Linked DNA regions of Sus scrofa: regions 1 and 3 are each linked to region 2. A link is a contact called in public Hi-C and HiChIP or PLAC-seq data. All regions are on one chromosome and are shown on one strand. Each heading gives the region's core, a stretch centred on a gene start, on an enhancer-like site or on the middle of the called end of the contact. The rest is flanking DNA. Distances are from core to core; before and after follow the strand shown.

Region 1 (2,872 bases), core at 260-2,759, 640 kb before region 2:
GGAGGTCCTTCCCCAAATTTCCTTTTTCGCGTTTCCCTCCGGGAGCTCCGAGTGGGTCCGGGCGGGGCTGATGCCGGTGCAACGAAGCCAAGGGTCTGGGAAAGCCGAGGGACGCGCGGGACAAGTTGCCATTTAAATTGAACCTTGGGCCTAGCGGGAAAAGAGGAGCACGAGGCGGGCGAGGGGGCGGAAACGCGCCCTTGGGGCCTAGTTTTCTCCCCTCCCGCCCCGTGCTCAGGCCTTGAAATGCTGCAGATGCGGTGGTGGGCCCAGCTGGAAACCCAGAGGGCTCGCCTTCCAGCCCGATCTGCACCCTGTGCCCACCCACAGGATCGCGTCTCATTTTGGGGCCGGCTGCCTGGGGCGAGGCCTAAATGCGGCCCGTTTGGTACAGTGAATTCATGCTTAGGCCAAGGTTTGATGTTTGCAACGGAATTGGAAGTGACACCAGAAAAAGGAGGAAGAGAGGGCTTAAGGCCACCAGATCTACGCTGGCTGGCGCTAGCGACTTTCCCCCAGGGCTGCCAAGTTCTGCAGAGGCAGCGCCCTCGGACCCAAGGCTCGCTGGAATCCACAGCCTTTGCATCTATTGCCGGCGCTGGAGCTTTTGAGGGCGGGTCCAACGACTCAGAAGGCCTTATACATCCTTGTTGGCCTCATTGCCCCTGGGCGCCTCTCCCACCCCAGGTGCTAGTGCAGCAGCAGATCCATCATTTCTTTCCACCTCTGCTGACACCTCTGTCCCGGCTGCCGAGAGCTGGGCAAGAAACCCCTTTAGTAAAAGAGGTAGAGAGAGAGACAGAGGCTGGGTGGGGTGGGTGTTGGGTGGAGGGTGTGCTTGTTTTCAGTGCTGGCTGGTCAGAAGTGATTGATTCGTGATTGATACTTTCCGGGAGAAAGTCAAAAGCTTAAGATGACAGCATCTGCAACCCGAGGCTAGAAACCACTAGAAATGAACTAGCCCAAATTCTGGACTCGAGAGAGGCACAGTAAAGTCATTTGCCTTTCTGGGTTTCTCTTTGGTAAGACCTGTTAACTGAAATGAACTTTTAAAAAATGCCACAGAGGTGCGGAAGTTCTGTTAGAAGATGCTTATTAGGACAATCGAAAACAAAAGCTTTCGTGGTTTCATTATTGTTATTATTTTATTTTCTTCCTGAAAATGTGCAAGAAAAGCTCATCTGGGTGGCCTGTGGTTTGTTTGGGAGAGGGGTGGGGAAACCCGTTAGGACTATAATTTAAAAGAGAACGAATTCTTAAAATAGAGATGTTGATGCTGCAGAAAACCCCCCACTACACGCGCTCTGCGCTCTGAAGACCCCAAGTACGAGTGGAAGACCTCGGCCACCACTGCAGCTTCTCCTGCGACCAGGCCCTGTGGGGAAACAGCCACGGGATTGGGAGCAGTATTTAACCCCAAGGAAATCTGCTCTCGTGGGCACTTGCAAAACTACAGACCCCACGTGATCGGGGATGTGGCAGAGGAGGAGGTAGGGTGACATTTCCTACAAGGTACTGCAGAGGAGCGGACCGCGCGTGCCGCTCTCCCTGTTTCGGACGGCGGCCTGTTTTGTTGTCTCTTAGGCTGGGGGAAGGTTTGGCCGCGTCCGAGGGAGACGTTCGTAGACATCCATCTTATTTTGTTTGAAAAGTTACTCATTCAAATTGTCAGTGCGTGACAGCTCGGAATAAAGCTAATTTGTGGCCGCCCCTCCTCTCTTCCCAGAGGATCTCCGAGGCAGAGGAGCGGACGCGGGGCTGACTTGGGTGGGGCTGACCCAGTGCCGCAGCAATCCCGCGCGAGAGCTCAGGGCAGGGCAGCGTAGGGGCGGGAACTCATAAAAGATGGAGCCTTGTAGGGGACAATGACTCTCGGGATAAAGGCCGAGTGGAGAAAATCAGGCCCCACTTAAGTAAAGAGTTGGGAAACCTAGGGCGCCCCCAGAGTCCCAGGAGGCGGGCCTTGCACCCGCGTTAATTTAGGGGAGCACCAGCTTCCCTAGGCGAGCGCTCCAGGAGCGCTGTGACCAACTCTCCACACCTGGCGCCGGTTCGGAGCTGCCGTAGCTGAAGGTTAGAACACCCTGGAACCTCGGTCGGTCCCGGATCGTACTCTTCGGAGAAGGACGCCCGACTGGGCTCAACCCACGCGGCAGCAGCAAACAGTTTGGCGTGGCTGGGGCGTGGCCGAGGGGGCGGGCCACGCCCCCTTACCCAGTTCCCCTCCACTCCCCGCTCCCATTGGTCACCAGCATGGCCAATGAACGCCCTGATCGAGGTCCTACCCTGGGTCTGACTCGAAAGCTCCTGCCAAAACTTTGGGAGTTTTTAGAGAGGAGTTTTTTTTTTTCTTTTTTTTCCCCTCTTATTACTTTTTTTTTTTAAACTAACGGATTATTATTGTTGTTGTTTTAAATTTATTTCTCAAGCCTTAGCTGTTTGGCTGTTTCTTTCGGTGCCCGGCCCCGTCTCCCTGGCTTCCCTGGCTTCCCTGGCTTCCCTGGCGTGTGCGGAGCCGCGCACCCGCCCGCCCAGCCGCCCGAGCGCCCCTCGCTCGCCTCCAGCCCGCGGGGAGCGCGGGCGCCGAGCCGCCTTTAAAGTGAGGCCAGGGCCCGAGGCTGTGACCGGCTGGGATCCGGGCCTCGCCTCCTCCGTCGGTGGCGCTAGGGCTCCCTGGCTTCGCTTCAGTTCGGACCGAGAAGTGTAAGTGGATCGACCCCGGCTGGGCTGCCGCCCCCTCCTGGACTTAGCGCGCCCCTCTCCGCGAACCCACTCACCCACTCGGCCCCGGCAGGCCGCAGCGGCCGCTGGCCTCACCCCGCCAGGATGTTCGCCGCGGGGCTGGCTCCCTTCTACGCGCCCAACTTCAGCC
Region 2 (2,778 bases), core at 88-2,587:
CCTGCCGAGAAACACTGAGCTATCCCTTCTCCCTCGCTACTCGTCCTTCCACCTCAAGTCAGAGGCTGGAAAGAAAATTAAGTGGTTAGAGAATGCTCCTTCGCCACTCCAGGGGCAATTAACACCCCCTTCGCAACACAGCGCACTAACAAGCCCCAGACGTTTAAAACCGCCGCAAAGCATCCCAACGAACCTCATTTTTTCTTCACCCCCAATCCGAGTAAACTGCAGAGAGAGTAAACGCACAGGGCAGCGTGAGCCAACAGCCAGAACCCTTCAACCTCACCTGCTGGGGCTCCTCGGTGAGCATCGCAACACACACACACATTCACACTTACACCACCTTACACTCCTGGGCTCTCAGGAGGAGCCGCGGTGACTTCCACTTACTTCATAAATAAGTGTAACCCTCCACCATCTGGCGCTCAGCTTCAGCTACGGATTCGCGCATTCAGCCCTCATTCACTTGGCTTCATTGATCTCCAGCAGCAACATAGTTACTTTCTCTTTTGCTACACTGTAAATGTAAGGTTCTGAGAGGGCGGGCCGGCTGCCGACCGACGGTGCGTCGGTCCAATAGGAACCCGGAGAAAGCGGACCGATACTTCGCCGCAACCCGTGGCCAATGGGCGCCCGAAGGGGGCGGGTCCTGGGCGTGGCTTTGTCTGTTTAAGGAGGGTTTATCCGACGCCTCTTCGGGCCAGCAGTGTTAGAACACGGGCGGTGATGTCATTGGCAACCAATCAAAAACTTAAAAGGGCCAACTGGGGCCCGCGCGGAGCAGCTGCTCTCTATTTACATGTAAACCAAACCAGCAGGATGCAGTTAACCCTTTCCAGGGCTGAATTGTCAATGGGCTAGACTCGCCGCTTCGATTAAAACTGGCTCTGCCCGCTTGGCGGGATCCTCGTACACCTCCTCACCCGGGAACAAACCACGCAATTTATATTCCCTTCTTACTCTGGACGGATGAGCAAATGTGTTGGAGTAACTTTCTTAAGGCAAGAGGCAACGAGAATGATCACTGTCCCCACTGGGAAAAACGGGTTCTCCGATTCGTTCGAGGTGACTCGATAAACCCAGGATTCAACGACATCGCCAATGCACCCACCCGCCAAGGACTTGAGCGCGCAGCCTGGGGCGTCGCCTCTTCCGTGCCCGGGGCCATGCGCTGGGCACCCGGGCTCCAGCGCTGCTGGTGAACTGTCCGTCCGTCCAGTGGCAGTGCTCGAGGCCGCCCCGCTCGGCCCCGAGCAGCCAGGAAGCATCGGCCGCCCGCCCGCAGATGTCGCTGCCCCTCCGGCTGCCCTGCTACCCTGCGCGGCGATGGCGCGGCGCCCTCTGGCTCGTCTACATCTGTGCCCCGGTCACGCCCCCGCTTCCCCCGCCTGCCTCCCAGGGCTCGACACAGAGCCCTAAGGCAACGCTGCGGAGGGCTGCGCGGAGGCGGTGGCTTGGGCCGGAAGCCACAGGGGGCTCGCCCTAAAGAGGAGGCACGGGTGCCACCCCCTAGGCCCGGCGTCTGGGGACTCGCCTGGCGCCCGCGCCTTTCCTCAGGCCGCCCGCGCCCTCCTCCCACCCGGACCCCAGGAGTCCGGGCGCTGCGCCCCGCAGAACCGCGCGCGGGTCACTGGCCTGCAGCCCGCCTTCCCCGCGCGCCTCGCATTCGCCCGCCACCCCGAAGGGCCGCTGGCGTGCCAAGGACCGCCAGCCTGGCGCTTCTAGAACAGCCGCGGCTGGCGGAAAAGGGCCGGGGTTGGGTGTATATACGCAGACTGAGTGTGGACCGCGGAGCGCATGGAGGCGCCGCCGCCCCCTGGGTTCTCCCGACTTTCGCCGCCGCAGGAATGGTCGGCGGCCGAGGAGCGCGGCGGAGCCAAAGATGGGAAGCGGTGGAGGCGAGCTGGCCTGCGCACGGTCAGGAAAACATGCACTAAAGTCTTGGGATATGCAAAGAAGTGAAGATGACGAGAGGAACTGAGCGGAGTTTGCGTGAAAGAACTCTAAAGAAAGAGAGCTCCCACCCCACCCCACCCGCGCATCCCTCTCCAGTCTCAGAGAGGCGGGGCGGGAGGAGGTGAAAGAAATGATTACGATGGAGTAATACATTATGAGCACTATAGAATATTTGGCTATGATTTTCTCTCTTACCAGGCTGAAGGTGTCTGAAGATATCAGGCTTAAGGGCTAAAAATCAAGCTAAGTGGCAGCGACGACATATTCATGTCTTTGCTTCAAGTGCAGATCTGAAATCTGAAGATGCCAAACCCTGGCCTGATGGCCAGCTATGCTCAGTGAGCTGAGAGATTGCTTTCCATATCTCTCTCTTCTCTTCTCCCCCCTCCTCTCCCCTCCCCTCCTAGCTATAACTATATCTATTTTATATAGATATATATATATTTACACACAGTCCAGGTTTCACAAGTGTTTCAGTCTGAAGTAAGTGCATGCAGTCATCTTAAATAGGAAAGGGTTTTTGTATCCTACTCTGCCCACACACCAACACATACACTCTACCCCTTAATAACTAGTGAGCTAGTGAGTGGTTGGGGCACACCATTTCAGCTGGTGCTGCCCAGCAAAGGTGGGTTCTAGGTAATTTCCAAAGAAATCAGAAAAGAAGTTGCCAGAGGGGCTACCCTGGATCTATTTGGAGCTTCTTCTTTTTTTTTTTTTTTTTTTTTTTTTTTTTGCTTTTTAGGGCCACATCTGCGACAAATGGAAGTTCCCAGGCTAGGGGTTGATTTGGAGCTGCAACTAGTGGCCTATGCCACAGCC
Region 3 (2,700 bases), core at 33-2,532, 750 kb before region 2:
GGAGATGGATCCTTATCTATATCCATATCTATATATTTTTGGAACCCGGCCAGGGCACATGGAAGGTCTCAGGTGAGGGGTCAAACTCTTGCCACCACAGCGACCTCATGGGATCCTTAACCCACTACCCCACACAGGGGAACTCTCAGTTGCAGGGAGAGTTCAATTTTCGCTTTTCCCAAAGATCTGGATCCCAGCCCTGCCCGCCCTTCTCCTCCCAGCCCAGAGCAGCTTTCTGTAGATGACCAATCAGGACCCAGGGCGATGGCCCACCTCTTGCCTCCTTAAACTCTCCTAGAATGGTGCCACAGGTTAAGGGACAATCCCTGAAAAATAAACAAATGACCTCACACCTTCACTTAGCCAAGAATCCACTTGGTTCACAAAGAATCTGCTTAAATGGAGGGGGAAAGAGATCCCAAGCTGGATTTTCGTTAAAGCAGTAAAAACAGATTTTTCTCGGTGACTACTGAGAAGCAGGGGAAGAACTGAGCTCGGTTTCCAGGAGCCCAGACCTCAGTGGGTCTAAAGGGTGAATGGGGGGGGGGTGTCTGGTGGGAACTGACACGTGGAGAGCAGTGGAGGTGGGGGCGGGCCAGGTGTGCCTGCAGGGGGCCCATCCGCGGAGGCCCGAGACCGGAGGTATGGCAGAGTTGTAGGACACACACACACACGCGGAAGGGACCGCGGGACGGTTCACGGTGGGGAGTAAGTGGGGAGCGGGCCAGGGGCTTGGCTTCAGACGCTGGCAGGAACCATCCCTGCAATCTGGCAGCTTCGAGCTTTCTGGGGCAGAGATTTTAGTGTGTGTGTGTGTGTGTGTGTGTGTGTGTGTGTGTGTGTGTGTGTGCATGGGGCGGGGGGGGGTGTTAGGCGAGGCGGGGGTTATCCTTGCGCCTTGGCCCTACCGGCCAGAAGCCACACTCGAGTTTGTTCAGAGCCCAGAAGCTTCCACGGAGCGGGTTGTGGGCCGAAAGTCGTGCGGTTCTCGGGCGATCTGCCAGTTCCTAACGCTGAAAATCTTCCCTTCTGCCGCCTACAGGCGACTGTCCTGTCCCCTGGGCCCCGTCGCGCAGCCAAGCAGCGGGACAGGGAGAGCGGGTCGGAGAGCGAAAGTGACCTCTCGGGACAAAGGGGCGGCGCGGCCTCTGGCTTTGGGCCTCCTGCTCCCCCGCGGGGGCGCAGGGCACCCCGGCGCCCAGCGCGTCCTGCCACATCGGCGCGCGCAGAAAGGCGGGTCAGGCCGCTGACTGGGCAGCTCGGGCTCCGCCCCCCGCAGCCCCGAGCCCCCGGCGCCCCGCCCGCGCCAGTCGCAGGCTGGTCTGCGCTCCGCGGTCGCCGGGTCATGGGCGCCGTCGGCTCGTCCCCGCTGGTCCGCCTCGGCCTCTCCGCGCCGTCCCGGCCCCGCTGGCTCGGGGTCGCCGCGCTGGGACTGGCCGCGGTGGCGCTGGGGGCCGTCGCCTGGCGCCGCGCGTGGCCTCGGCGGCGCCGGCGGCTGCAGCAGGTGGGCACCGTGGCGAGACTCTGGCTCTACCCGGTCAAGTCGTGCAAGGGGGTGCCGGTGAGCGAGGCCGAGTGCACGGCCCTGGGGCTGCGCTGCGGCCACGTGCGCGACAGGTAGGGCTGAGCCCAGCGCGGGTCCCTGCTGCGGAGGGCTGCGGGGAGGGAGCTGGCACCTGGCCCGGGGAAGGAGAAGGGAGGCCGGCCACCTGGCTTTTCCGGACCGCCTGTTGGATCCTCTGGCTTTGAGCCTGCGGCTGGAAAGATCCAGTTCGCGTCGGGTTCGGGTTTGGGGAGGCAGGGGAGGGGGCAAGCCTCTGGCCCTCCCCGGAGGAGAGCTTCCTTTTCTGTAATAGGACAGATCCGCTCTCCAAGGCTCCTGCTAGTGCTAAACTTTCTGATTTGATAGTATGAGGAGACAAATGTTGTTGGCACTCCCGTGGACAGACGGGAGCAAAGCTGAAGCCAAGTGTTTGTTTTAAAGGGCCACACGTGAGGCATATAGAGGTTCCCAGGTCCCAGGCTAGGGGTCAGATGGGAGCTGCAGCTGTGGGCCTATGTCAAGCCACAGCCACAGCCACAGTGATTAGAGCCATGTCTGGGAGCTACGCCAGAGCTCACTGGCAATGCTGGCTCCTTAACCCACTGAGCTGGGGCCCAGGGCTCGAACCCAGGTCCTCATGGATACTAGTCAGCTTCCTTACCACTAAGCCACAACCAGAACTCCTTGAAGGCAGCTCTCTTGTTCAAGGACATTGGCTGTGACCTTGCTGGGCCTTGCTCCTCACACTTTTCAGTTCTAAGGAAGGTTTTGGGAGCCTCAGGAGGTGGCGGGGCCTGACCCACTTGAAAAGGAAATGAGCAGAGAGAGTGAAGTCTTCTGCTGGGGACAGAAGGTGGCAGGGGGACAGACTGTGCACATAATCCTTTGCCATTAAGGGGACAGTGTGACCCCTGCCCCCTGAGGCAGAGTGGTCTTTGGGTGAGGAGCTCGGTAAAGCCCCACCTAGGTAGGGCCTCGCGAATGGAAATGCCGGCCTCCTCCCTCAGAAAGGAGAGGATGCTTGGTCATTTTCTCCCGAAGGTGAGCCTGCGGACACCTGCTTATGGACACAGAGTTGTGCAGCTGTGCAGCACAACTGGGAAAGGGCTCATGGCAGCAAGGATGCTAAACCCTGGAAAGAGTGATCAAGGGAGAAC

Evidence for each region. Hi-C and Micro-C count contacts between places; a contact is called where the count stands out from the background. HiChIP or PLAC-seq counts read pairs in DNA pulled down with a chosen protein or histone mark.
Region 1: a contact with region 2 is called in an H3K27ac HiChIP or PLAC-seq map of skeletal muscle. The contact joins the promoter of HLX here to the promoter of DUSP10 in region 2. A contact is called at or near these places in 6 of 47 Hi-C or Micro-C datasets (embryonic fibroblasts, heart right ventricle, liver and 3 more) and 1 of 2 datasets of contacts at active chromatin or transcription factors (skeletal muscle).
Region 3: a contact with region 2 is called in a Hi-C map of liver, with 8 times the contacts expected there. The contact joins the promoter of MARC2 here to the promoter of DUSP10 in region 2. A contact is called at or near these places in 2 of 5 promoter capture datasets (fetal skeletal muscle and liver) and 1 of 47 Hi-C or Micro-C datasets (liver).

The regions. Positions count from the first base shown.
Region 1 is chr10:10,261,932-10,264,803 of Sscrofa11.1, forward strand. It overlaps HLX (H2.0-like homeobox protein), which reads left to right and starts at 1,510. Exons shown (of 4, transcript XM_021064336.1): 1 at 1,510-2,872. The coding sequence starts at 2,827. MARC1 (mitochondrial amidoxime-reducing component 1) reads left to right here. Exons shown (of 9, transcript XR_002336192.1): 9 at 2,430-2,536.
Region 2 is chr10:10,904,515-10,907,292 of Sscrofa11.1, forward strand. DUSP10 (dual specificity protein phosphatase 10) reads right to left here and starts at 1,338. Exons shown (of 4, transcript XM_003130510.5): 1 at 391-1,338.
Region 3 is chr10:10,155,450-10,158,149 of Sscrofa11.1, forward strand. It overlaps MARC2 (a long non-coding RNA gene), which reads left to right and starts at 1,283. Exons shown (of 6, transcript XR_002336195.1): 1 at 1,283-1,617.